Regions from separate parts of the Mus musculus genome. Here regions 1, 2, 3 and 5 are each linked to region 4. A link is a contact called in public HiChIP or PLAC-seq and promoter capture Hi-C data. All regions are on one chromosome and are shown on one strand. The core of a region is the stretch at or near the end of the contact, and the rest is flanking DNA. Distances in the headings are between cores, read along the strand shown.

The links. Promoter capture Hi-C pulls out the DNA fragments that hold promoters and counts their contacts. HiChIP or PLAC-seq counts read pairs in DNA pulled down with a chosen protein or histone mark.
Region 1: an H3K4me3 HiChIP or PLAC-seq map of embryonic forebrain shows a contact between it and region 4, with 5 times the contacts expected there. The contact joins the enhancer-like site here to the promoter of Saysd1 in region 4. A contact is called at or near these places in 14 of 39 promoter capture datasets (the C10 cell line, the HPC-7 cell line, cranial neural crest and 7 more), 2 of 484 Hi-C or Micro-C datasets (embryonic stem cells and trophoblast stem cells), 6 of 115 datasets of contacts at active chromatin or transcription factors (bone marrow-derived dendritic cells, embryonic forebrain, embryonic stem cells and 1 more) and 3 of 9 other capture datasets (adipose tissue, liver and macrophages).
Region 2: a contact with region 4 is called in a promoter capture Hi-C map of liver. The contact joins the enhancer-like site here to the promoter of Saysd1 in region 4. A contact is called at or near these places in 10 of 39 promoter capture datasets (the 3T3-L1 cell line, the HPC-7 cell line, HPC-7-derived erythroid cells and 5 more), 3 of 484 Hi-C or Micro-C datasets (embryonic stem cells and liver), 13 of 115 datasets of contacts at active chromatin or transcription factors (bone marrow-derived dendritic cells, differentiating embryonic stem cells, embryonic stem cells and 3 more) and 2 of 9 other capture datasets (adipose tissue and pancreatic islet).
Region 3: a contact with region 4 is called in an H3K4me3 HiChIP or PLAC-seq map of bone marrow-derived macrophages, with 2.3 times the contacts expected there. The contact joins the enhancer-like site here to the promoter of Saysd1 in region 4. A contact is called at or near these places in 5 of 39 promoter capture datasets (the C10 cell line, cranial neural crest, embryonic stem cells and 2 more), 1 of 15 datasets of contacts at CTCF or cohesin (CD8 T cells), 1 of 484 Hi-C or Micro-C datasets (bone marrow-derived macrophages), 6 of 115 datasets of contacts at active chromatin or transcription factors (bone marrow-derived dendritic cells, bone marrow-derived macrophages, cardiomyocytes and 3 more) and 3 of 9 other capture datasets (adipose tissue, liver and macrophages).
Region 5: an H3K4me3 HiChIP or PLAC-seq map of bone marrow-derived macrophages shows a contact between it and region 4, with 4 times the contacts expected there. The contact joins the enhancer-like site here to the promoter of Saysd1 in region 4. A contact is called at or near these places in 14 of 39 promoter capture datasets (the C10 cell line, the HPC-7 cell line, HPC-7-derived erythroid cells and 10 more), 1 of 15 datasets of contacts at CTCF or cohesin (CD8 T cells), 2 of 484 Hi-C or Micro-C datasets (the G1E-ER4 cell line and neural stem cells), 10 of 115 datasets of contacts at active chromatin or transcription factors (astrocytes, bone marrow-derived dendritic cells, bone marrow-derived macrophages and 5 more) and 2 of 9 other capture datasets (liver and macrophages).

The regions. Positions count from the first base shown.
Region 1 is chr14:19,939,297-19,944,256 of GRCm38.p6, forward strand. The region is part of intron 2 of Gng2 (guanine nucleotide binding protein (G protein), gamma 2); the gene reads right to left. Among named protein-coding and RNA genes, the nearest start is that of Gng2, 35 kb to the right of the region's middle. Within about 2 kb of position 3,240, at least 20 of the 459 cell types and tissues checked have an H3K27ac peak or open chromatin away from gene starts, as enhancers often do. A contact at or near this core is called in embryonic forebrain, where this site is marked.
Region 2 is chr14:20,222,815-20,228,579 of GRCm38.p6, forward strand. No RefSeq gene overlaps it. Among named protein-coding and RNA genes, the nearest start is that of Kcnk16, 44 kb to the right of the region's middle. Within about 2 kb of position 1,892, at least 56 of the 459 cell types and tissues checked have an H3K27ac peak or open chromatin away from gene starts, as enhancers often do. A contact at or near this core is called in adipose tissue and liver, where this site is marked.
Region 3 is chr14:19,885,618-19,891,282 of GRCm38.p6, forward strand. All of the region lies in intron 3 of Gng2 (guanine nucleotide binding protein (G protein), gamma 2), which reads right to left. Among named protein-coding and RNA genes, the nearest start is that of D14Ertd670e, 50 kb to the left of the region's middle. Within about 2 kb of position 4,189, at least 5 of the 459 cell types and tissues checked have an H3K27ac peak or open chromatin away from gene starts, as enhancers often do. A contact at or near this core is called in bone marrow-derived macrophages, where this site is marked.
Region 4 is chr14:20,080,022-20,085,537 of GRCm38.p6, forward strand. It overlaps Saysd1 (SAYSVFN motif domain containing 1), which reads right to left and starts at 3,151. Exons shown (of 2, transcript NM_026209.1): 1 at 2,857-3,151. The coding sequence starts at 3,066.
Region 5 is chr14:19,914,554-19,920,072 of GRCm38.p6, forward strand. All of the region lies in intron 2 of Gng2 (guanine nucleotide binding protein (G protein), gamma 2), which reads right to left. Among named protein-coding and RNA genes, the nearest start is that of Gng2, 60 kb to the right of the region's middle. Within about 2 kb of position 1,833, at least 15 of the 459 cell types and tissues checked have an H3K27ac peak or open chromatin away from gene starts, as enhancers often do. A contact at or near this core is called in the G1E-ER4 cell line and bone marrow-derived macrophages, where this site is marked.

The DNA of each region.
Region 1 (4,960 bases), core at 1,990-4,489, 140 kb before region 4:
AATGTCACAGTCAAGCCCAAGCTTGTCTGACATTGCTCACTGCTATGTAGGACATCTTTTGATTTAATGTGTATTAGAGCCACCACTCCAGAAAGGTAGAGGTCTACTTATAGACTGACAAATTGTCAGTTAGTTTGGCATAATAGAGATGCAAATTATGTGAATGAGGAAATTACCCAAAAGGTTGTAGCTGTCCTGCTCTGTAGGATGTGAAATGGTTTTTATATAACAAGGCAACCATACTTACAGCATTCTTTCTTGTTCCTCAGAGTATTTGAGCTTTAGGCTTCTTTAAACCAGACTTTGTATAGATTTGCCCTCTAATGTGTTAACTAAATATTTGTCATGTTCTATTATATATGTGTGTGACATTTGTCTCATGTACATATGTACACACACACACACACACACACACACACACACCAAAATTTCAAAAGAAAAGATGTCCGTCTATGTAGAGAATGACCAGGGGGCTGTGGGGCATATGTACTAGGTAGATACCAGGTAATATATATCACCACCTGCTGTCATAAACACAGAAGCCATAAAGTCCTTCTCTTCCCTTCCATTTCCAATCTCATTAAATATTATCTTGGTACCAGTGAGTTTTGCCATCAGGAACTTGATATGAGTAATCCTAAAGATGGGAGTTTAGTTTTTCATGATAAACATGTAAATTAGCAGCGCCATGTGGTCCTATGTTCCTGTGTTCTAGGGACCTGCTGTATCTATGTTGTAATGAAATCTCTACTTCTTCTATTAGGTCATATATTAGAGCTTGTCTGCTGTGCTCTGCCCCATACCATATGCCTCTTCCAAGAGAAACCACAGTGAATAATCCACAGAGAAGATATGGTTTTATTTATTCATCTATTTTTTTAAAAGCTGTGTGTGTGTGTGTGTGTGTGTGTGTGTGTGTGTGTGTGTAAATGTAAAACCAGCAGGGGGCGTCAGATCTCCTGTGGGCTATCTGAGGCAGGTGCTTGGAACTGAATACAGATCTTCTGTAACAACAGGAAGCACTCTTAATGGCTGAGTCATCTCTCTAGCCACTATGTGTTTGTTTTTAATTTCCAATGCTATGAAGTCTGGTGCTATTATAAAATCCAATAATTACAATACATAACTGGAAAAATGAAACAAAATATTCATCAAAAACCAGACTCTTTTTAAAAAAATTATTAGATCTAAAGAGTCCAAATTACTCTATAAAACACAAGCTTTTCGACTAATATAAAAACTCCTAAGTGCTCAGTCTCCAGTGGTATACTCACTTAGGAAGGCCACTGTGTCTGGTACTTGCTAGAAAGGCGAAGCTTCTGGCCCCATCCCAGACTCACAGAAGCACAGCTTCTGAACTAGCCAACAGGACTGGAGTGGTTTGCTACATGCTAAACTTTAAGATTCCCTGATAGGGGAGGACTAGAAAGCAGGATTCACAATATTAGATGTCAAAGGGTCCAGGTCTATATAAAAACATAAACCTGAGAAGAATGGCAGATGTCTCAGAAACTGCAGCAAGGATATCCCAACAGAAGCACACATACACAATCCCTTCATGAATGTATACACACACACAAAGTGTGCATTTACACACACGTCGTACCCCATGCATCCTACACACAGCTCACTGGCCAGCAAGCAGCAGGATTTATTACTTTTTTCAGATGCAGACAAAATCTTTCAACTTAGAGAAACAATGAATAACTTTCCCTGCCAACGACAAATGCAGCATTGCATATTAAATCCTAAGTGTCTGAAGCTCTGTTCTCCAGCCCTTGGTTTTGTATGATAATCTACATTTCTATCTGTAACTCTATCTACCGCACACCATTTTGAATTGTGGCATTCTACAATGGACTTTAAAGACGAGTGTGTTTAATCTTCCTCGACTTCCATGAGCTGTTTCAGAAATTAATTCTTATCGACTAATTTTAAAGTGAGTTTGTTATCATTTAGACAGTATCCTTTCTATCAGTATTTCTATTGAAATTGTTAAATTGGTTCATATTAATTAACTTGGTGGTGGAATAGAAAGATAAAAATAGGTTCAGTGGCTGCAAGTTCGGAAGAAAGATAAAGAGCCTGAGCCTAGGGAATAGCTGCAACAATGTCTCCCTCAGGGCCGGCCGCTGAAGAAATTAATAAAATAGCATGCAGATTGCTGGGAGGACTGCATTTGTCCCCAAGAGCTCTTCAGCGTGTCCACCCTTTCTCCCCTCTGCCCCATTAACAGTTATCCTTATTCAAATTAAGACAGGAATGAAGAATAAAACATTTGCAAGCAATACATTTCTCCCTTTAGAGTTGTTTGGCCATGACAGAAGAATTATAAATATTGTTGTTGTTTTAAATCAACATTATTTTGGGAAGAGATGAACTATGGGTTATATAATTTAGCATATATAACTTCTGATCTCTCAGCACTTTCTAAAATTTTCAATATGTTCAAAAAGAGGCTTCATTGTTATGGTTTTTTTTTTTATGTTTTGGGGGAGATTTTACTTCTCATGGCAACAAAATTAAGCTAATTGGGGCTAGAGAGATAGCTTGTGGTTAAGAGCATTTGTTCTTGCAAAGGACCCAGGTTCTACTCCCAGCATGCACATGGAAGCTCACACTGTCCAGAACTCCAGTTCCAGGGGATCTGACACACAACTCTGTGACATCTATGAGCACCAGAAATGCACATGGCACATAGATATACATGCAAGCAAAATACTCATATACATAAAATATACATCTAAATTAAAAAAAAAAACAAGATAATTAATATAAGCCTCAAAGGAGGGGCTGTCCAGAATTTGTGATGCTCCAGTCAGGAGCTGCAGGGCAGGAATGGATTGGTCGGGCTACCTCTTCCAAACTTCCCTGTTGCAAACTCACTTTTGCCAGATGGGTCAGGACCAGACTTGTGTGGCACAGAGAAGAGCGGCATTCAAAGCGCAAGCCTCATTCCTTGGCAATCAGTGTGTTCTTGGAGGTCTCTTCCATAGAAGAGATATGTTTACAGACAGCTCAGCAAAGACCTGGTCAGGAAAGTCTGGACACAGCTACACTCCCTTCCCTCTGCCCCCATCTCTCCTCATTTCCTTCAGAATGTCTTTAGGAGGTAGTGGTCACTCGCTCAACCTATCTTATCTCTGCCAGTTCCCTAAGGTTTTGCAGCAGGAGCGTATAGGGGGAGAGTTGACCTTGGCAAAGTGCTGCTGCTGACTGCAGAGATGGCAGGGCTGGTGACAGGCAGCAGAGATAGGCCTCATTAGGAGCGTGGGCCTTCTACAGTGAATGAAGCATTTGCAGTCAGTTCACATCAAACCGTTTTTAGTTATTTTTAATTCAGACAAAGGACTTTGCCTGGCCCTTTGTGGCTATTGTGCTTCTCCCATCAGGTTTCTGTGGGAGCTGTTGCTTTAATCTCTCTCTCTCTCTCTCTCTCTCTCTCTCTCTCTCTCTCTCTTTCTCTCTCACTTTGTTTCACATGACTTGCATCTTTCACTTTTATTGAGTGAGGATGAAGAAGCCCATAAGAAGCCCATGAGACCACCTCACCCTCAGGGCGACTCTGTTGGAGCAACTGTCATCTGACCCTGGTTACTGTCCCTGAGAGGAGGACCTGACCAGAGGCCCCGGTGTGGAGCAGCAGCTGTGTGGAACCTGAGTGCAAGTCAATGACTACTTAGGGTGGGTGGGATATGTTGAAATCTTTCTCGAGTTTCCCCAAATGAATAGCCATCTTGCTTGGAAATTTAGTTTCCTAAAAGTACAATTGCAGATGTTAATATCAATGCCTTGGGGGGCTCATGGTCCTAACAGTGGCTGCACTGGAAAAGAAGTATTTGGAATGTCATCTGGCCTTACTTTGCAGAGGTTTCAGGGTTTCTTCCACACTGGAGTTTGAAATGTTACCAGTCCAGCTTCAGCATCTTCCCTTGGATGCTAATTTACATGCATATGTCATGTCTTTAATGAATCCTAGGAAGACTATCTATTAAGTTATTGGGTTTTTAAAAAATTATCTGTTTTATTGGCTCAAGTATTAACATGCCCTACCATTATTTTAAAGTTAAGAATCTATATTTGAAAAAAGTTAAAAACAAAAACAACAACAAAAAAAAACCAACTATGTCTCACTATAGGAATGGATCAACTTGATCTGGATTTTTTTAGAGCTTATTTAAGCCATCTAACTTATTTGATCCTATGATTAATAAACATGCTTACCTAATTAATTAGCGAGTCTAATTAGTTCTCCATATAACCATGCAGTCCCTTTGTTATTTCTAAAAAAAATCCTCAATTGTTACATTGTGATTTTCTACAACATAGCTTTCTTTTTGTTCTCTCTCTCTCTCTCTCTCTCTCTCTCTCTCTCTCTCTCTCTCTCTCTCTCTCTCCTCTCTCACGTAGACTGTTATTCAGATGGTGGGGTTTTATAGCCTGTTAATTTTCATTGAGACTTTTTAGTGATTTCAAATCAGATCACTCTAAAGTTCACTGGTCTCCTTTCCCTATTCTTCTGTTCTCTGGAGTCATGGATTTTAAAAATGAAGTGTATATTTTGGAAATGTCCTCTCAGACTCTGAAGGCTGAGTGTACGTTAATATGGGGTATTTGTTGGATTCTGTTGGCTTTAATAGCCCAAGGAATGTCATCCACACCCTTAGGCCATTAGTGTCTCAGAAGTAACCATGTTCTACTTACAAATTCCAGCCTTTAGTAATGAGCGCATATAAAACAACTATAGATTGCTTTGCATGATAACAAAATTCCTTCAATAAATGATAGTCCTTATCTAACAGCAGTGTACATCCTGCAGGTTTGTCAGAAAATGAGCTTCTAACCAACAGATAAGATTCTGCTTCAAGGAGCATTTACACTTAAGTATAATAATTCATCTCCTCTATTCAGATTGCTTTTAGCAAAACTGTGGCTGTTTGAGAACCGAAAAAAATATCAT
Region 2 (5,765 bases), core at 642-3,141, 140 kb after region 4:
CCACTACCCCCAAACCAAAAACAAAAGGAAAGCAAGAAAAGGGTGAGTATGAGTGATAATTAGGAAGCCACTCAAAACTATGTTGAATTAAAGAAATAGCACTGCATTGAAGACTACTGTGAGGCATCTCATATCAAATTCACACAGGACAGGGGTTAATCTACAGCCTTTGGTACTAGGAGGGTTTCCATTCACAGGTGAAGGGGTAGTGATGGGGGAGATAAGTAGAGGAGAGCTGTGTGCCATGTGCTTTTAGTCCCTGCTTAAGCTTGGGACTCTGGAGGGTAAGATCTACAGTGTAGAGATCAGGAAAACCAGGGTGGGTCATGAAACTCATGGCCAACAGGGAGTTTTGATTCTGAGAAACAGAAACTCAGTAGCCACTTGACAGTCAAACTCCTCACAAGGCCTAGGCTGAGCCAGGCTGACTAAAAGGCTGGTAAGGAGGCAAAGGTCTCCTTTAATGTCACAGCCATCCAAGCACCTGCTGTGGTCAAGTTCAGGCCTAGCTCCTTCAGGATCTGAGATCCGTGGAACTTAAACCATCCGTGGGAGAAGGACGTGGCAGGGAGATAAACAAGAACACAATACCTACCTGAGTCACTCCCGGAAGCCCAGAGAAGGAAGTGGGCATCTGGTGTGAGCTGGGCAGATAGCACCACACTGGAAGGGCAGGAACTAAGACACTGGCCCAGGTGTTGCCGGTGGGTGGCATGACATCTTCTGGGACTGGAGGGCAGGGAAGAGCTGGGCATTCTGAGGAATTGCTTTGGCTTTTATCTGGAACTCAGTCTGTGTAGTGAGTGGGGCTGGGAGAAGAACTCATGGCAAAGCTCTGCCTGTTGCTTCTCCCACCCAGCACAGGAAGCCAAACAAGGAGCTGAAAGGCTGCCTCTCTGGAGGGACCAATAGGGCTCCTCCCGCATGGTGAAGAACTGAACAGGAGAGAGAGAGAGAGAGAGTCCTGGGACACTCTGCAAAGAGCCATCTAAACATTACCAGCTCTCTCTCATCCAATGGCTTCTGCCTGTAGCTCACAGCAGGTCAGCCCTGTGGCCCCTACCTTCAGCTCCTTTTTTTTTTTTTTTTTTTTGGTTTTTCGGGACAGGGTTTCTCTGTGCAGCTCTGGCTATCCTGGAACTCACTTTGTAGACCAGGCTGGCCTCGAACTCTGAAATCTGCCTGCCTCCCAAGTGCTGGGATTAAAGGTGCGCACCACCATGCCCAGCTACCTTCAGCTCTTAATTCCCACTTTTCACTCCCTGTTCCTGTCTAAAAGGCTCCTTCCTCAAAACACAAGTTCTTGGCTCTTGGGTTTTCTTCATCATCTATTTTCCTCTGACTCTCTCTGTCTCCATCTCTCTTTGTCTCTGCTTCTGTTACTCTCTCTGTCTCTGTGTCTCTCTGTGTGTCTGTGTATCTGTCTCTCTCTCTTTCCTCCTCTTTGTCTCTCTCCCTCTCTCCACCCTCTTGTTCTCAAAGAAGCAGATTTTTTTTTTCCTGGCTGAGAGCCCAGCTGCCCAGCCCGAGATTGTACAAGCCGATCTCAGTCTCTCGCCCATCTCCGGTTATGTGGCAAAGTCCCAGCAGATGCCACTGGGCCACCAGATGCACTTTTCCTTTCTTGCCTCTGGGGTGTGGGCCTACCAAGGCACCAAAAGCCTTCACCCCCATCCCCTGGAGCCTTTTTTCTGGAGCTAAGGATGGAACCCAAGGCTGTGTGCAAGCTAGGCAGACACTTTACCACAGTGCCCCACCTGTAGCTTCTTTAAAACTCCTCCAGCCCCCTCAGGAGCCCCTCGCTTCCTCGTGCGGGTGTGCCTCCCTTTCCGCTATGAGGACACAGAGCAGTAGGGCCTGATCTACACAGGCGTCTTGACCCTTGCCCACAGGGCCGAACAGAGAGGACAGACTCTGATCTCTTCCTGCTCCCCAGCTGAAACTTGGCACAGGGTAGGTTCACAGAATTCGGCAGACGTGGAGATAAGCCAAACTTTTTGGTCGCCCATGGAAAAACAGGTTTGAGGAAACTTCCAGCTTATTTGCATATATTAATCCTTCAGAGAAGGAACAAGCTGGCAAGTAGGTGGTGGTGGTAGGTGTGTGTGTGTGTGTGTGTGTGTGTGTGTGTATGTGTATATGTGTGTACATCTTTTGAGCCTCAGACTGGGACAGGGTGAGGAGACTGAGGGTCCCAGGTCATAGAATATAACTAAGGTTGTGTCCAATGTGAGGAACGTGTAAGGACCTCTTTGCATTTCATCCTTTGGCCCCTTCCCTGCTTCTCTCTGTAGTGCTATACTGATGGTTTCCATAGTGACTCTATTTGCACCTGCAATGAAAAGTGATTGCTTTCAGTAGAGGCCTTAGAGATCTTAAAAGTCTTCTGGAAGGCAGCATTCAGTGGCACAAAGGTGACTCAGAGTCATTGCAGGATGGATGGACCTTTTGCAGTAAGTAACACTGGCTACTGTAGGCTGAACAATCCACTGCCTGGTACTGACAGCTAAGCCTGTCTGTCCTTGGACATTACAGAATTGGGGAATAGGGAGACTGATGGCTTGTTAACTGTCTTGCCAGATAGCCTTAAGCAAATCAGCTTACATCCCTGTGACTCAGTTTCCCTGTCTGTAAATTAGAATCTTGGAACATCCGAGGGGATGTGCCTATGAAAATTAAACAACACAGGAAGGAATGAGGAAAGTACCTGAGCGAGTGTCAGGGTCTGTTTGTCAGTTCTCAGAAGAGGGGATCTGTGTTACCCAAGCAGGCCTGAACCCTGTGAAATTCCCAGCCTCCCAAGCAGCCGGCTTCTATTAATAACAGTCTAAGTCCTTAATCAGTGCAGGGAAACCCATGGGAGCATGGTGTCAATGGGGCCCAAGGAGCTTTTGTGGTAATGGCTGAACAGCCATTAAGTGGATCTGATGCAGACAGAAGCTGCGCATGCAGGGTCCTTTTGAGACTATTGTTCAGACTTCGGACTCTGCTTTTGAGTCTACACAAAGGCAGCTGTGTGGAGAGAGGCCCAGGGATGGAGCAGAACACATCAAGAATCCAGAGCTCCCAGTCTTGGGGAGGGCTCTGGGGTACCTGGGATTTGGAGGGCTGCCTGTCCTCTAGAATTATGAGTGTTTGGACCTGGTTTCAAGGTAAATAAGCATAGGATTAATACATGCAAATGCGCTTGTAACTGGACCTATCCGGTCCATAGACCTGTTTTCCTGAGTGCCCAAGGTGCTTCGCAGCCGGGAGACTTCCGTGTGGTTCATGCCTGTGATTTCAATACTTGGAAGGTCAAGGTGGGAAAACTGTGACTTTCCCAAGGAAAAAGGAAAAAAAAAATATCAGAAAGAGGGAGGGAGAGAAAGATAGAGTTCACTCAGGAAATAAAATAATACCGATTTAAACATCTCTTCTTTATAGTTTGTTGGTTTGTTTTCTCTGGCTTCAAGCTCTTGGCTCCATATTACAGGTGGATAGAGAGACAAGTGGATGACGTCAACAAAAATTAAAGAAAACAAAAAGACACAAGTTCAATTACCTTGGGGTTGAGGTCGGAACACTTTCACAGAGATCAGGAATTCCTGCTGCTGGCTGTGGAGTCTCAAACACTCGAGCCAGATGCTCAGTGACACTTCTCATGTGTCTTTCTTTATTCTTGAGTGTGAGTATGTGTACATGCTCGTGTGTGTGTGTGTGTGTGTGTGTGTGTGTGTGTGTGTGTGTGTGTGTGTTTGCACCGGCTGCACCCTGAGGTCAGTGCACTGACTGCACGCTGAGGTCAGTGCACCAACGGCACCCTGAGGTCAGGGGACAACCCCAGTGCCATCCCACGCCTGAGTTTTGAGTCCAGCACACTCACTAACCTGGCCATGGAGCCCCAACAACCCGCCTGTCTCTGCCTCTTCAGTGCTGGGATCACAGGTGTGGGCTCCAGTGCTCAGCTTTTTTACATTGGTTCTAGAGATTAAACTCAGGTGCTCATGTTTCCAAGGCAACCAGTACAGCTCAGAGTACCCTCCGCCTGGGGACAGGTCTCTGCAGTAACTCCAGGTCCAACTGTTCACCTCAGGGAGGGAAAGTCTGATAAAGATTTTATTGGAGCTCACTGTTCCCCTGAGTCTCTAGCTGCTGTCAAACTGTCCTGCCTCTCCGTTGCCGGTATTTTTTATTTTATTTATTTATTTTTTTTTTTTATTTTTTTTTGCCGGTATTTTTTAAAATGCCTGCTCTTGGCCCCAAGCCCAGTATGTTCCCCAGTTATTCCTTTCTGACCCCCAGTTCCCCTCCCACATCTACGTTTCCCTCAGTGCCCTGTTCTTTATTGAGTTTTTGCTAAGCATGCTGATCACTAGTTCCTGCTACAGTGCAAAGGCTGACCAAAGTGCATGGACATTCACAAACAAAATCCTTAGAAAAGCAGGTTAGCAATGGTTTCAGCAGCTCATCTTCTTGGTGCTATAGCTTGGATCTGCAGCATTGCCCAAATACCCTAGTGTTAAAGGTTTCATCCCCAGAGGGCTATGGAGAGGTGGTGGAAAGTTTAAGCTTCCTATGGCAGGTGTTCTGTTATGAAACATTGGGCTAACACAGGCCCCAAAGCATCAGGCAAGTCACAGTTGAACCTGCTGAGGTTGTAAGCTGATCTTCATCAAGGATTTCGTTATAGTCACAAATACTAACTAATGTGCTAGGAGGTCAATATGAAGGGGGCAGGATCTTGCTTGTATCATAAGATCAATTTCCAGTCTTGAATTTTAAATTCTTGGATGACCTTGAATAAGTCACACATTCTAATTTTTGCTTTGTGGGCTGTTCTGGGACTACTGAAGGATACTAACTCAGCCTCCATGTGCTGTATAGACTGCCTTCCACCAAGCTAGTGAAGCTAACCTGACTGTCATCATTCAGCAACCCAGTAAGGGGGTCTTAGTTTCTTCATGAGGGTCCCTAAGGACATATTGGCTATGTTAAATCCAAAGGAGCCCGTTAACGCCCTGCAAAGGCTGTTTCTGCAATCTTCCAGGTGCCACTATCCTCCTTTGGCAAGTACCTAGCCCAAGGCTGGCACCCAGTAGACACCTGTCTTGTCCAATGTTAGCTCCTGTCCCTTCCCTACAGGGCAAGATTCCAAGCAGACATTTCTGCTATGGCCAAGTGAAGATTCTTGTCCCCAACCCCTGGTACTTGCAGTCATCATAATTTATCTAGAGTGCCTGGTTCTTGTGCCCAGTATCTAAGTATCCGTTTCCCTGGAGGCTGAGGGATGTGACAGCATCTGGGAGGATAATAATCTCAGTTCCCTCAGGTGCTAGCTGTGACACTCGGGCAGGTCATTGTCCTTCTCAAACCCCATTGTCTCAATCCTATAAAACAACAGCAATAATAGTTGCCACCTCACTGGATAACAGGAGACTTAACAACCAGCTAGATAACCTTAGTGATAACTTTTCAGATTACTGATGAATGCTATCCCAAGTGGGGACATCTGGGTGGAACTACCCCCACCAGGATTTCACAGGCCTGGACACCATCTCTGAATAATCACAGGGCTGCCTCAGTGGGAGAGAGGTAGCTTGAGTTCTTTCCAGGACAGCAGGACAGAGTGTCCTAGAGACTTATCTAAGAGCCAGGATGGGGTTCTAGTTCAAGGTTTGCAAAGTACACGTTCCCTTGGGCTGCAGCAGCTGTCATCCCTGGCAAGGCCTTCTGGTGATGAAATGTGCCCACCCTGGGCGGAGCCAGTCAGCCACTGCCATGGC
Region 3 (5,665 bases), core at 2,939-5,438, 190 kb before region 4:
GCAAATGGTGTTTACTTATAATCACACCATCCCACAACATCTGACTTAGACCCACCTCTCCTACTGTCACACCATCACACACCATCTGACTTAGACCCACCTCTCCTACTGTCACACCATAGCACACCATCTGACTTAGACCCACCTCTCCTACTGTCACACCATAGCACACCATCTGACTTAGACCCACTCTCCTACTCCTTTTCATCTGGCATTTGAATTCTCTCTGATTACTGCAGTTTTATTTAGCTAATTACATTCATACTTAGAATTTTCAAAGAATCACAAAGGACACAAAAACTGTCTTTGACCTAAAGGACCATGTAGTCTGTTCGGATAAGTTTAATTAATAAAAGTTACTTAGCAAATTTGGTAGGAATACAAAAAGATTAATAAACAGATGAAGGGTTAAGCTAACCTTTAATGAGGAAATATAATTTACATGGGCAAAAAAGGGGTGTGGAATGGAGTGGGATGTTCCCAGTGAGGAGCCCAGAATGACCAGGTAAGTAGGAATTTACACAACACATTACTAGAGCAAGAAGGAGAATCCGTTGAAAAGGTATACTAGAAATATTTGAGAGAAATAAGCAATCTTGAAATTGTTATGGGGGTCAATTTATGAGTCTAACCATTTAAGAACCAATCAGTTTCTTCATGTTCCTGGCCTTGGATTTTTCCCCCTCTTACCTCTAGATTCCTGATTGTAACATTAAGAGTGGCCACTTTCAAAGATCACCCTAGTTTACAACAGTTCCTGGCTCCTTTTTTATTCTTAATTCCTAGAAATCAGGATTTTATGCTGCAGCTTGATTTTGATCACAGGTGATTAAAGTTAGAGATGTCTTATTCTTCCTAACCAGAGATGTCAGACTAAGGCGGTGAAACTGGAAAAAACATGGCCAAGTCTTCCTGTTACCTTGGGAGCTGAGGGTGGCCATCTGGTATCTGTCATATGCACCAATCAGCTGAGAAATTCACTCTTCCCAGGAAATACAAATGGCAGGAGAAGCAATGGCTCATCGTGGAAGCCTCCCAGTTCCCAGTGGCTCCAGTCATCCCTTTAATTGCTGACCCTTCAACTGCATTTCTGCCCCTGTATTCTATGATACCTTGTGTCTTGTATAAATAATCCCCTCTTTCTGCTTAAGTTAGTTTGCTTTGGGTTTCTGTTTGATACCCGAAGAGTCCTAATATGGTAATAACAAGATACTTCCTGAAACCCTGCTGTCCTCTACTTCTGTATGTGTCCCCCACCTGCATTCTAAGGATAGATAAGCTTTCCCTTATTTCTCTATTAGGCTTTGTATATTCCCTGCTTTAGAAATCTGAGCATCACCATTCACAATCCCTCTCTATGCCTTTGCTTTGACTCCCTGGCTTTTACTCCCTATCCTTGAAGGAAATGCTAACAAGGAAACAGAGAACACCTGGGAAGGTCATTTATATATGCCTGGGCTTATGAACAGATATGGGCTCCATTAGTCTGAATCTCCCAGGACATACGATACAAAGGTTAAAAAAAACAAGAAAGGTTTCAAACTAAAAAGTGTTATTCAGGTCCAACAGAACAGGCTGGGTTACTCTGGGGGCCACCTGATGGGTAAGACACCTCTTGCTTATGGGATCTTTGGGAGTTCCAGTGGTAGCTGCACCCTAGTCCTCTTACCAAGGGTCCTCCTCAGGTCACCTTAGCTACAGCTGGTTCTTCAAGATGCACATAAAGCTATTGTTTGATGAGGTAACATCTATAAATGGAAAATTAAAAGCCTAGCATTGTCCAAAAAGTCCCCTCTTAACCAGGCAGTGGTGGCACACCTTTAATCCCAGCACTCAGGAGACAGAGGCAGGTGGGTCTCTGTGAATTCAAGGTCAGCCTGGTCTACAGAGCAAGTTTCAGGACAGTCATCGATACACAGAAAAACCCTGCCTAGAAAGCCAAAAACAAACAAGCAAACAAAAGTCCCCTCTTGCTGCTGGAAGGCTCAGGCCTAAAAAAATAAGTGAAGCAGTTAGAAATCTCAGAGCCCTTGAAGGATCCCTGAACCAGCTAGCTGAGAACGGTGTCAATATAGTCACAGTGTTACCCAACAGAGAAACTAAAAATAATTTGTCATTTCACCACAGAATGCCTGGCTGGCTGTGTGGTACAGAACAAATGCCAGAGTACAGGCTGCTGCTGTATTTCCATCAACAGAAGGTCTGATGACATCAAGAAGGACTCAGAGATGCGACTGCGAAGTTCACTCGGGTAGTGGCCACTCCGTGCATGGTTCATTGGGCTAAGCCTTGCATGTGCTCCCCACACCCCCCATCTCTCAGAAGCTATTTATTCATGTCTCTTCAAAGAACACTCAGGGGTTAGCTTTGACATCTTTGGAAACTATCCTTCCTGGATATTTTTGCTTATTCTGATAGCAGGTCGTATCGTCCATGTCTACCCCTCACATAACTGAGGGCATGAATCCTATCTGTTCATTTCCAAATCTAATGAGTGCCAGCAACATAGAAAATCTAAAATATGTATTAGACAAATAGATGAACAAATGAACAGATGAAAAACATCTGAACGTCACAGGGAAGGTCCTGGAACGCTTCTTTGAGAACCTATTGATTGGCCTGAGTCCTTAGGGAGTCCGTGCTCCCTCATGGAGTGCTCCCTCATGGATTGCCTCTCAAGGAGTGCCATTTTCATTAGTAAATCAAGAGTGGAAAGGGAGAAATGGAGGATGTTCAAGGCACTTGAGTCTCCTTTCGAGGGAATCAAAGGTAGTTGATATGACATTGTGGGCAAAAGGAAGGACATGAAGCTGAAGAGATGTGCAAGGGAACTCCATGGATTCCATGAACATTTGAGATTTGTTATTTAATGAATGGGGATCTATGGAATAATTAAGTTCTCTGTGGGAAAGGAACACAATGAAATTTTCTCCTGGAAAGTTTTCTTGGCAGGAGTGTGACAGGTGACTGACAGCTGACAGATGCAAGCTGAACTGGACTGCAGGGACCAAGCAGGAACCATTGCAGTCAAGGATGCAGGCATGGAAAAAATGACCTGGTGGAAGAGGGCATTTCAGCATGTGCTCCTTCAGGACCAGTGTCTAGTGATTGTGAAGAGTGGTGGGTATGCCAGTTACAGCAGAGCTTCATAAAACAAAACTCCTGTTTCTCAGGATGATGATTGGTGGAGAGCCTTGGTCCCTCATAAAGGAAATGAGTGTCTCTCTCTGATACAGCAGTCCCTGGGCCACCTCCCTTCTCCTAGAGGTTAAAATGCTCACCAGTCTCTGTATTTTTTTTTCCAGTAAAGGAATGAAAAAGAAGAAGCAATGAAGGAGAAGGAGCCAGAGAGTGACAGAGGAAGAAAACACACAGGAAGGAGTCCTTGTCTCACTCACAAGCTAGGAAAAATAAACACCGCAGAAAACAGAGAGGGACGATGGTGTGGCCCACCTCCAGGAGTCATAGTTTACAAAGGAAAATGCCCTGGCTATTTGCCTAGCTTCTTTATGAAGGTAGATTAGCGCTCTCTTCACTATCCAGGACCGGGCAGACAGAGGGAGGAGGTTCATACGCCTTGCTCTGAGGTAGCAGGTCTTAACTGTAGCTATATGTTGGAATTAACTGAAGATTTAAAAAAAAAAAAAAAAAAAAAAAAGACTGATGCCTAAACCCTAAACCCAAGAGATCCTGATTTAATTGGCTCTCCTTTTGGCATGTTTTGGGAATTGATCTGTTTATAGAGTCCTTTGAGTGATGTGAACATAGAGTGGGCAGAGAACAACTGCTCTAACCAGCAGACTCGTTTTGTTAAGGGACAGAGGGTCATTATTTGGAGTTTTGTGGCCTGTGTGATCTCTGTTAACACCTCTATTTTATGGCCAGAGTGTGACTGGAGCCACCCACAGAATGTAAGTGAATGAGTATACACGTGTTTCAATAATACTTTATTTATAAAAACAGCGTGGGCTGGACTTGGGTCCTGAGCCACATTTTCTTGCCTACTGCCCAGTCCAGTGCACCCACTAACTGATCTGGACTTTTTAAGGTATAGAAGAGAAAGTAGAAAAATGTCATGGTCTTTAAGAAGGCACTTGGAATAATGTTCTAGTTTTATTTTAGTACAATGAGATATGTTTCTGAGTTCCGTTTCCTAAAGTGTTTCTAAGGAAGTGAAATTATGGTGACTGACAGAAATTTACCACTTGGGCAATCCAACTTATAATAGCTGTCTATTCAGTGACAGTGGGGCTAGCTTTACATTCAAAACACGCCAAGGGTCTGAACACTGAAATCTGGGGCATGAAAGAAAAAGTGGATTACTGATCTTCCTTAGACATCCATGCGGCTTGGCCTCTTAAGGGAGAGCAAGAATGACTTTGTATGTGCACGTGGAGGCCAGAGGTGAATGCTGGATATTGTTCTCCATCTCTCACAACCTTAGTTTTGAAACAGGGTTTCTCACTGAATCTAGAGTTTTCTGTTTCTGTTAACTGGCAGGTTGTTGAGTCCTTGAAACCTGCCTGTTTCTGAGCACTACCACATCTGGATGTTTTCTTTTTGCATCATTTATTTATGGTGCCTCCTTACCGTGCACGCGCGCTCGTGTGTGTGTGTATGTGTGTGTGTGTATGTATGTGTGTGTGTGTGTATGTGATGTGTGTATATGTAGTATGTGTGTATATGAGTGTGTATGTGTGTGATGTTTGTATGTGAGTGTGTGTATGTGGTAAGTGTGTGTGGTATGTGTAGTATGTGTGTATGTGTGTGTTTGCGTATATGGTATGTGTTGCGGGGTGTGTGTGTGTGTGTGTACCACAGTGCACATGTGGAACTCAGAGGGAGTCAGCTCTCTCCTTTTACTCTGTGGGTTCTGGAACTTGAACTCAGATTGCTGGGCTTATTATTGATCAACTTTACCACTGAGCCATCTTGCAGGCACCCAAATTTGACTTTGTGTGGGCATGCTAGAGATCCAAACTCAAGCCCAGACGTTTGAAGGAAGGTACTTCATTCACTGAAATGCCTACCTAAGCCTCAAGTGTGAAAAAAAAAATCAGTAAGATAGAAAGATGAAAACTTGTCAGTGATGAATGAAGAAAACAGATTAGACTCATAAAATCAGCACTAAATTTGAGATACTGAATGGCACTTCCAAAATGAGAAGATCTTTATTGGGTCTGGAAGTTGGCTAGTGGATTGATGTCTCAAGTGCCCACCCTTTGCTTTGGCTGGAACTCAGCACAAGCCCATTTCTTTTTGCTGTGGTATTTATTTGTTTGCTTGTTTATGTTTTTTAAGACAGGGTTTCTCTGTGTAGCCTTGCCTATCCTGGAACTCGCTCTGTAGACCAGGCTGGCTTCAAACTCAGAGATCCACCTGCTTCTGCCACCCAAGCATAAAGATTGAGGCCATGTGCCACCCTTGCCTGGATTGTTTCTGACTCAACATAGGGACCCCACTTCAATGCATATCATCATTTGATGTTGGAGAATCCTCAAGAAAACAAAGATACCTTAGAGAAATTAGTATCAGTGGAATTGTTAGAACCCTCTCATATTCTTTCTGATATTACCCATCTCTGTAGAAAACCAATCAAATGGCAGTTGGCTGCAAGACATTTGCTCCTTAGTCAAGTTAGATGAGCTACAGATTACGTCATCTT
Region 4 (5,516 bases), core at 1,901-4,400:
ATGTTAAACACGCAGGGGTGTCTCCTCAGTGGAGGAAATTTGAGACTGGAATTTGTTAATGACCTGGTGATCTTCTGCTATCTATAGAGACAGACCTCACCCAAACCCCAGAATGATTCTTCCAGACTCTCCCTCCCTAGACCTTTATCTTTAGCTCCCATTCTTAGAGGAGATATCACATGTACTTTATAGTCTGCTGACCTCTATGCTACTTGATCAGAGGCCACACCAGATGTTAGGCCATTAAGCTAGAGAGCCCATCTTCAAGGTCACATGTACTTTGCAAAGGAACTTCTATGTAGTGGCACCTGAAGCTTTATTGTACATCTAGACTTACCTCTTAGAAATCCTTTTTCAAATTCTATTGTGTTTAAATATGCATGCCCATACTATATGGCCTGGCATCAGACTCTCTGAAGTCTGCTCCAGGTCAATGAAATCAATCTGAATCAAGTTTTCATTCTCACCTCTTTGTGGTTCCTTGAAACCTGCAGGGAGCAGGGACCCCCTCATGTAATAGATCAACTTAAATGATTTTAATGTGAGCAAGATTAGCCATTCTGGTATAACGTGATTTGGGGGTAGAGTGGGGTCTTTGTTTTCAACATGGTTTCTTCCTTATGTAGCAGTCCAGCTTCAAGTTCACAACCTGCCTCCCTCAGACTCCTAAGTGCTATGATTACAGGCATGCACCACTACTCAGCCATCTTATTGGGAGGCAGTCCTGAGGATGGAACCTAGGGAAGTGAACATGTTAGTCAAGTCCTTTGCCACTGATTTATACCCCTGCACTTGTTTGTTCATGTTCCCATTACCTTTTTGGCGGTGCTGGAGATCAAACCCAGTACATCATACATGCAAAAGAACAACTCTGGCCCTGATCTACGACTCCAGCTCTTAAAACTTTCTTTTAAATTTTGAAACAGGGTCAAAGTCGAGCCTTGAATTCACAATCCCCTGCCATAGCCTCCTAAGGAGCTAGGATTACAGTCCTTCCTTACTAAGGAAATCCCCACCCCTAGACAAGGCCATAAAACAGGGCAAAGACTCCAAAATGCCTGCCACCCATATTCTCCAGAAAGCAGTCCACCCCCATTAACATGTACTGGAACTCTGGAGGTAAACCAAAAAAGGCAAACTGACTTATCTTTCACCTGCTGCCCAGAGGTTAAACAAACAGATTCATCCCCCACACTTATTTCAAAAAGCAGTTTACCCAGAAAAGCAGTTTCTGGGTCTGGCAAAGCCATGCTCTCCCAGTCCCTGATCCTACATGGCACGTTCTCCTGTACCCTCAGGTACTGATCAGCAGGGTTTGGGTGTGCCAGCCTCTCAGAGCAATAAAAGTCTGCTTTGTGTAGAGGTCAGACTGGGTCTATTCTCTGTTTTCCTCATTTGACTTCTTACAGACCCAGCCCTATGTATGTATTTGGCTCTTGTTATGGTTACAAGAAACTAAGGCCCTGTGACTGCTGAAAAGCGTAGTGTGCTGGTTCATTTCTTGTCAATTTGACCCAAACTAGAGTCTTCTGGGAAGAGGGAATCTCAATTGAGAAATGAGAGTGCCAGTAGGCAAGTCCATGGCCTGTAAGCTAAAATAAGCCCCTTCCTCCCCACATGGCTTTGGTTATGGTGTTTATCAAAATAACAAAAACCAAACCAGGACACAAATTTCCTCCTTGGAGTGTTTCATATTTCCACCCAGGGATTCCAACCTCACAGGCAAGTACCTTTGCCAGGATACTCCTGTGTGGAACTATATGAAGCCACAATGAGATTCGAATGGGCTATCATACTTGTCCAAATTATTTCTACCTAGATCACTCACAGTTGAACTTGAATACCCTTCTCTAGTCCAAGAGGGGCCTATAAGCCCATGCACATCACTCTAGGCAGTTACAGTGGCCACACTTCCATAGTCAAACCCCGTTTTGCACAGGCCAGACCTTGCTTAGCTTCAGAAATCAAGCTGCATTCAGAACAGTATGGCCATAGTCTCAAACCTCTTTTTGTTTCCTGGTCCAAATCCCATTTCTAAAGTACAAGCTACCCGAGACACTGGCTTCCTCTACCCAAGGTGTGAATAAAGTGCAGCCTTAATTACTGCCACCTCTGAGCCATAACCAGTAAGGCCTTTACCCCCTCACTAGCAGTGGATGCAGCTCAGTGGTTTCAGACCCCAGGACAAGGTGCTGAGGTGTATATTTTACACACCAAGCAGACCTGGCCTCCAGGTTCTCCAAGCATCTCTCAGTCCCTACCTAGCATACCCTACCCCCAACCCTGAACTTTCCAGCCCACAGGCTCTTTACTATATAACCCAGACTTTTTTTTGTTTGGTTGGTTTTCTCTCTTCCTCTTCTTCCTTTTCCTTCTCTCTTTCTCTTCTCCCTCCCCTCTGTCTCCCTTCTCATGGCGACTTCCCTGGCCTCCTTCCTAGGGCCAGTGAACTCATCGGCACAAAAGCAGCTTCCCGATAAACCTATATATATACTAATCTGGCTTGAATTGGCTTACTTCACCAGTGGAGAAATAACTTATCAGTTTCTCAAAGCCACGAATCTCTGTCATTAACTCGCAGTGAACAACTGGAGAGCAGAGATGTTTCTTCAAGCTCCCTAGAGCTTCGCTTTGTTTTCAACTAGTTGCTGCATAGGATTGTCTGGGATGGAAAACGTCAAGGCCACGTATCATGTGCTGATACACAGAGCGGAAATGCGGTGTCCAGCCACGAGGCAGGCGAGGAGAGAGCGCACAGGACAAGGAAGAGCCAGATATCCTGGGTGTGGCTTGGGCAGGCAGGGGCGTGGCCCCCGCGCGGAGGCGGAGCTTCAAGGTGCAGGCCTCTCTCCTCACCTGAGGCTGGTTGGGCTGAGCCTGAGCGATGGCGGGGTTGGCTTTCCGTTTCAGGAAGCGTGTCAGCCAGCCCGTGGCTGTCTTTGGGGTCGCCGCCGCTGGCTCCGCCTTCGCTCCCGAGGTCTGTACGCTCTGACTGGACGTGGAAGGCTGGGCTACCAGACTGGCCCGTTTGCGGGCCTCCCGGAACTCGGCTAACCGCTGTTCCATGGTGCGCAGCCGCCCGCTCGCCGGTGTGTGTCCAGGCCTGTCCTCGGCCGCCGTGCGCCTGCGCACGTGGCCCTCTGTTGCGCCTGCGCGTTGCATGAGCCCGGGTCGGAATTTTCCAAGGCTTTGTGACGTCTGGTGACCCTCCTGTACCTGGAGCGGTCCTCGGTTCTCGAGAGGAGAGTGAACTGAGTGTCCCATCTCCTCCGGCTAAAAGGTTGCGTTTAAAGTATGAGAACCGTCAGATGTTCCGGCTCTTGCCCGGGCCGCAGAACTCAGTTCTGACGTGTTTGCTCCTCACCTCAGGTTCAGGGAAGAACGCATGCGGGGAAGCCAGTGGTCAGCACCGCAGAAAAAGCGTCTCGGGACGCGGGAGGAGACCTGTGATCTCTGGGAAGTTTCCCGTGTCAGAAAGGCAGGATGCGTCCTACCTTCTAACTCTTACTGCAGTCTATCAGTCTCGCTGAAGGTGTTCACACCTCCATTTTCTTAGCATTTAGTTTGCTTGCTACACTAGAAAGATGCATTGACTAGACAAGAAATGTAAAACAAACGAACTTACTGAGGAAAAACTTAAATACACAAACCTGGGGGGGGGGGTTGTCAAAAGACTTTAAAAGCTAAGGATAGGAGGAAGCCAGACTGAAACTGTCTTATGGCCATCACAGGGCCACTCTTGAACTCCCAGCAGCGTGTTTGCCTGCACAAAACCAAACGACCCAACCTTCGCAAGCCCCCACTCCTAACTGGGGAGCTACTTATGGGTGATGATTTCGGGCGGGGTAGAGAGTCAGTTTCATGTAAGCCCTGGTAGATCCTGGTGGATTGCTCCATACCCATGAATGGGAATTTGTGGACTTCTTAAAAAGTGAAAAAGAGGACAAGGTGCGAGAGGGGTCAATGTTGGAGGAGTTAGAGGAGGAGAATGCATATGACCAAAACATACTAAAAATATATAAAATCTATAAATCGTAACTATAGTGTGTAACTACCATCCAGTAAAGAACATTTCTAGAACTCTGGGTGTTCTTATCCTTTCTTGCAATTAGTATTTACCCAAAAATTAAAATTTTAGATCTTACAGTTTTACAGATTTTTAAAGCTCCAAGCTAAGTACCAAGGATTTAGCTAAGTAGCACTTGCAGAATTGAGTCTCAAATACTTGTTGGATACTACTGAGTTCGAGTCAAAAAGCTAGAAAATATTCATTTAACAAATGTTTGTCTAGGGCTATGTGTTGAGTTCGGCACCAAACATTAAGGATTGAGAGCAGGAGGCAGGGATCACAAATGAAATAAAGACCTTTGCTTTCTACATTCTAATTGGAAAGATTTTTTTGTTGTTTTGGGTTTTTTGTTTTGGGTTTTGGGTTTTTTTTTTTTTTTTGGTTTGTTCTTTTGTGTAATGTGTGTGTGTGTGTGTGTGTGGTCTGTATGTCAGTGCAGTTGCTTGTGGAAACCAGAAGAGGGTGTTGAGTCCCCTGGAGCTGGAGTTCCAGGCAGTAGCTGGGGAAGCATTCTTAACTGCTGAGCCATTTCTCCTACTCCCAAAGTGGAGTTTCTATGGCAGTGTCATGTTGAGAAGCTATGAAAATCTCTTTCTCATCAGTCATAGGCCTGTTTCCCCTTAGAGACTGCAAATCCTTTTTGTTCATTGCATTTGTCACCCGACAACACTAAAACCTTAGAGCACACAGGGAAGGCGCATAGAAATAATGCATGGCCATCTGTGGCCTGTGGTGATCAGTGTCCCTGGTAAATGCGGTGCCTTCAGAAGGGTAAGAGAGGAGGCCTGGCAGAACTAAGTGAACCAATAGGGATGATTCAGAGGCCATCTTGCCAGCACCTGGAGCTGGAATAACAGGATGAGCCAAGGTTGCCCGTGAAGGATCACAGAATGGGTAGGGAAGGGTGGGAAAAGGATCAGCTGAGGCAAACCGGGACTTTCCAGGCAAGTGCTGACATCTTCTGTCTTGATTTGCTGACCCATTTTCTATTTGCTGTGCTTTCTTCTTATAAATTTGTTTTGGTACTTTGTAAACTTAAGTCCTTTTTGGAAGAGGTTGAAAGATGAGATACCAGAAAAGATGAAAGGATCATGAAGAACAAATCCCGCCAAGCCAACTTCATTTCCTCTTCAGATGAAACTGCAGGATAGAGAGCTCAAGAGGTGGCTCAGGGGTTAAGAGCAAATGTGCTGCTTTTGTTGAGGTCTGGAGCCTGAATCTCAGCACCCACACCAGGCTGCTCACAGCCACCTGGAATCCCAGCTCCCGGAAATCCAGTGCCCTCCTCTTGCCTCCTCAGGTACCCATGCATATACACAGACACAGAATTAAAAATAAAAATGAATCTTTAAAAATAAGCCCTGGGGGAGAGTAAATAATTGTTTCCTGGAGGGCTGGAGAGATGACTCAGAGGTTTATAACACTTGTTGCTCTTCCAAAGGACCTG
Region 5 (5,519 bases), core at 583-3,082, 170 kb before region 4:
CAGCAAGATATCCTGAAAGGTGCAGTAATGGCACTTATATCCAGGGGGTAATCAATGACCTCCTAACTGGAATTGAGGCATGCTCAATAGAAGGGAAATTATGGTTGTCCTTACCATCTTAGCCCACTAACCAGCGCCTGGTGAGGACATGGGTCCCAGAGGAAAATCCACTATTGCCACTTAATCTCTAACTGCATTCTAAACAGTTACCCATTAACCAGCAGGTAAGTGTGTCCTCATCTCTCATCAGAGGAGCTTCTCTGCACACACAGAGACCATTCCAGAAAGTCACAATGAGTCAAAAATGAAGAAAAGAACAGAGAGTGCAGTGCTCATTCCTTATCCATACGTCTACAACACAATTCCTACACCTAAGACTTAGGAAGCATCTTGGAAGGGGGAGTGCAAAGACTGTAAGAACCAGAGAACTAGGGTGTCTGCTAAGAGATAGTGCCCTCTGGACACCACAGAGAAGCTGCTCCCATGAAACCTTAGCAGTACGGTTGCCTGAACAAGACCCAAACAACAGTACCATCTGATGAACCAACATGGATGGAGGTGAATCTCACAAGACCCTGTGCTGCTTAGTGTTTGTTGACACAACCTCAGTCATATGGGAAGAAGGAACGTCAACTGAGAAACATGTCTCCATCAGATCTTCTGTGGGCAAGTCTGTGGTGGCATTTTCTTATGAATGATTGCTGCAAGAGGTCCCAGTTCACTGTAGGCGGTCCCACGCCTGGACAGGATCCTGGGCTTCCTAAGATCAAGCCGAGTGAGCAGTATCCCATCCACTGGCGGCCTCTGCATCAGTCCTTTCCTGCCACGGCTTCTTGCCTTGACTTCCCGCAAGGATGGGCTGTGATTGGGACATACAAACCAAAGGAAATCTTCCCTCCCCAAGTTGCTTTTGGTCACAGTCTTTATCACACCAAAGGAAAGCAAACTAGGACAGACCCCATCCATAGATAAAGAACCATGGTTAATCAATAACGGCTGAGCAAGAGGAAGTCATCCTCTTCAGGGACAAGGCCCATGATAGATTATTCAATCTCAAGACGTCAGCTCTAAATACAGATACATCCAAGCAAAACTAAACAGACTCAGCAGGTTGTATTTATAAACTCGCAAGTGTGTGTGTGTAAAACAATAATAATTAAAGAATATGAGGCCATGAATTTAAGGGGTGTAAGGGTGGGGTCAGGGTATACGGGAGCAGTTGGAGGGAGAAGAAAGAGGAAACGGTATGAAGATAGAACTTACATATGAAATTCTAAAGAGAAAGAAGGTATCCTATTGGCTCTAAGCTTTGCATTACCAATATAGAGAAGGTGATCTGAAGTCTGCTTCCTGTGGCACTTCTGGGACTTGTTAATTTTATTTAATTTTTAGAAAGGTAAGCAGCAGAAAGAAAGGTCATGTCCTAGGACTCATACTGTATTGTCCTGTTTAGGGGAAACACCACTAAAGTAGAATAGAAACAGACTTTGTGGCTGAAGAAATAATAGGGAGGTCATGTGACTAAGATCAACGACTGACTGGAAGTGACCCTCACACCCTGAACACTAGTACTGACACTAGAAGCCTCCAGAAAGCCAGAATCCTTTCCCAGGCAAGGCCCAGCCTGCAAGCAGGACTTGTTTCTTCCACAAATGAAAGCCAAGGTCAGAGCTCACATCCTGAGCCATTTAGCTTCCTGTGGATAGGACTTAGGAAGCCCCATGGCTATGGTGGCCCTTTCTCATTAAGGCAGGATGGGGCTGGGTAAGCAGAGCTGACTTTGCCAAGAGGAACCAGAGTACTTTGACCATATTTATACAGTACATTCACCAAATACACCACAGGAAGTTCATACAAAAGAATGGAAACTAATTCCTGCCTCGCCAGGCTGCCATTCAGTTGACTGAGAGTGGAGCACCAGGTTGTATGCAGAGGTAAATGCTCACTGTTGGGAGCATAGCACAGCGATCCTTGCACAAGTACATCTCCAGATGAACCAGGAATGCTAAGCATGTAGAATTGTCTTTCCAATGGGAAAGATGTAAAACCTATTCTCCCATCCAGAAAGCTGAAAACTGGAAGTGACTAATTGCCTGGTGATCTGTGTGATTTGTTGGCTCTAGGCTTACCAAGTTCCTACAATCAACACTAGAGGTGGCTAGTAATCTAAATGATACTTAAAGCCAGGGGCTCCCCAAGCTCTTACAACAAAGACTGGAGACCTTTACATTCTCTGTATAACCAGAGGCTGTCCAAGCTCCCACAACCAGGATCAGAAGTGGCTAATAGCCCAAATAACCTCTATGTTATCTGTCTGATGAAGATCAGGACAGACCCTTCCTAAGACCCTTAAGCTAGTATAAGTAGCATATCTCTAAAACCCATCTTCTTAGAAGAAATGACAGGTACCCTGAGTGGAGTAGTGACGTAATTAAGCTTCCTTAATGTAGCACATCGGGATTGTGTTACACTAGGAAACTTTCCTTACAAATTATATTGTGTTTAAATTTGTTGGGAATAAACCTCCTGACATCAGACTCCCTGAAGTTTGATCTGGGCTGACAGAGTCCATCTGAGCCGAGTTTTCATTCTCATCTCTCCACGGTGAGAATGGCCTGCCCTGACCACTTGCAGGGTCCCCTCAGCTCACTGCATAGGAAGAGGGTAGAAAGGGAGTTTACTGAATTTCTAAAGGCAAATGCTTCATTGTTGGGGAAATTAAAATGAGGGCAGAAACATGTTCTGATAAAATCAGATAACATCATCATGGCAAAGCTTTCTAGAGGTACGCATTACCCATTAAAACTGTTGTCTGTCTATCATACTGGGATGAGGGCTTTCCGGACAAATGAACCTCCTAGCTTCTCCTCTCCGCCTCATGCCAATGTCCCCTGTGTTCCTGTGGCAAGTGACATCAGTATTATCCTAGTGAATATTTCCATGAGAATCCAAGCGAGGCTGAGTGGAAACTGAGCACCACTTCTAGTTGGAACCTGAGTATGTCATCGACCCCATCCACCTTCATTCACTTTCGGTTGCAAGCTCCCAGCCTGTGTTCATGGCTAGAGTCTGGTATTCTTCATCCTGTGTCCTGCCTTAAGGAGCAAACTCCACTGGAGCTTTGGGGGACGATGTGATTTATGGAGACTCATTTTCTGAGCCCTGGAAGGCTGCTTAGTGAAGCTGACCCTAAGCAACCTCCTTTAATTTCACATACGCAGCGAGCAGAACACCAGAGGCTCCATGTCAGGATGACTTTCCCCAGTCATCCACCACTAGGGTACCAAATCAGAGCTTGGAGTAGACAGAGGTCCCATTACAGTAGCTCTTTATAACAGCCTGAGCCACAGCGACAGCCCTGAAGCTCACTCAGCCCGTCACTTGCAGGGCTTTCTATCCAGGCGACTCTGTGATTAAGCAAATCAGCCCAAGGAACACTGTAACACTACGGAGTCAGTTTTGAACTTCAAGCCCTGGAGTCAGGAACACTATTGTAGATGCCCCCTTCATTCCTGAGACAGACAGACACACAAGACAAAGTATATAGTGGTTCTTTGAAAAGTCCTGAAGGTGTGGTTTGCTAAAACCGAAGCAGGCCTCTAGTGGGCTCTGCTGCTGCTCACGGCCGTTGCTGTGAGGGCACAGAGGCGGGAGAAAGGCAGCACAAAAGGGTTCTCCAGGAGCTTCGGTGTCGCCATGGAGGGAGCCCGTAGCAGCCGTAAGTTCTTATGGCTAACTTACTTCTCAGTGTTTGCAAAGGCCGTCAGAAGACTGTTTTTGTCTGTTTGCGTTAAGCTTTCAGCCTTCCTTCCCATAATGTCATTCTTCCAGAGTGTCCAGGAGGCTCGCTTACACTAACTGGGCAACTGAAACCTTGCCTGCCCTCTGGGGTATTCTTTCTTTCCATATAGAGACTTGGGTGGTACATCTACTCGTAGGTTCAGTATGCTGAGAGCCTGGGCCAGACAGTGAACAGGACATATTCCTTGCTCATGAGCACAACACAAACACAGAAACAAACCCACAAAGAAATCATTTCAAGGTAGAATGGTGGCACTAGCAGAGAGAAAGCCCAAAGGCCACTGGGAGGACAAGAAAGGACACTATTTGGCTAATTTTACATCAAGTGACACAAACTAGAGTCATTTGGAAGCAGAACCACAATTGAGAAAATGCCCCACTAGGTTGGCCTGTGGGCAAGCCTGTGCTACTGTCTTGTTTGATAATTGATGGAGAAGGCCCATTTCACCCTGGGCAGTGCCACTTCCTGGGGAGGTGGTCCTGGGTTCTATAAGACAGTAGACAGAGCAAGCCATGAGGAGCAAGCCAGTGAGCAGCGTCCCTCACAGCCTCTGCTTTGGTTCCTGCCTCCGGGTTCGTGCCCTGTTTTACACTATGGAACTGTAAATTGAAATAAGCGCTATCCTCCTCAAGTTGCTTCTGGTCATGATGTTTTATAATGATGATAGAAACCTTAACTAAGACAGACATCCTATTTCCTCCTGCTCACTCTTCTCAGAGCCGGGAGTGCACATGTGCACCATTACACCTGAGCGGGAACTTCATAATTTCACGGAGGCCCTCCATCTGTGGTACACCACTTTGACATCCTAGCCATGCTAAGATATGTAGGCAGGTGCAGTCACTCTTATTTTCTAATTAGAAACTGGAGTTCCAATAAGTTCACAAGTTCATTTTAACAGTAGACAAAGCTGTCAAGTAGACCCTTGGTTAGGAAATAAAGGTTTCTGATGAGGTCCTTAAAGCCAATCAAAAAAGAATAATGCTTGCTAAAAGTAATTCATACTAAAATGTGAAAAGCCAATATGTTACACTTACAGAGAGACACTTGCATTTAAAAAGGTTAATGGATTTATAATTACATGATGAAGGTGGGATGGGGGTAGGAACTGGATGTAGGTCTTTCTAAACAGAGAGAATCTTTATGATTTTTTTTTTTTAACTAACTGTCTTAGACTGAGGTGAGCCACAATTTGGGTCTGTGAGCCCATCCTGTCTCAGGCAACTTCTCTATTTTGCCCTAAATGCAAGAGCATCTTGCTTATCAGCTCATGCCTTATTAATAAAAAAGTTAAGCACAGTGAATGAAACTTGTACCATTCTCCCATCCGAAGAGGGTGGTAATATGGAACAGAATCCATTGAAAGTTTGCCAAGCAAATGTCTTTCCATTGAAATTGAAATCAAATACGCAGAGAGACTAGGAAAATAAAAATGTGTGTACCTCCAGACTTGCATATGCATGGCATAAAAATGTGTGTACCTCCAGACCTGCATATGCACGGCATAGCCAAACAAAGTAATCTGCCCCTTGGCTTCCAACAGAGCTGCGTGTCTCTGCCGCGTGCTGCCACAGTGCAGATCCATACCTCACGTTTCCTGGAAGCTGGGTTGTTCACTGTCATTCTGAGATTTACAGTGATGCTGGTGACAGCCCCTCACTGCAGTCCCCCTGGCTGTAGATGCCGGTGCTCTGCTAATCTACAACAGAAGGAAGCC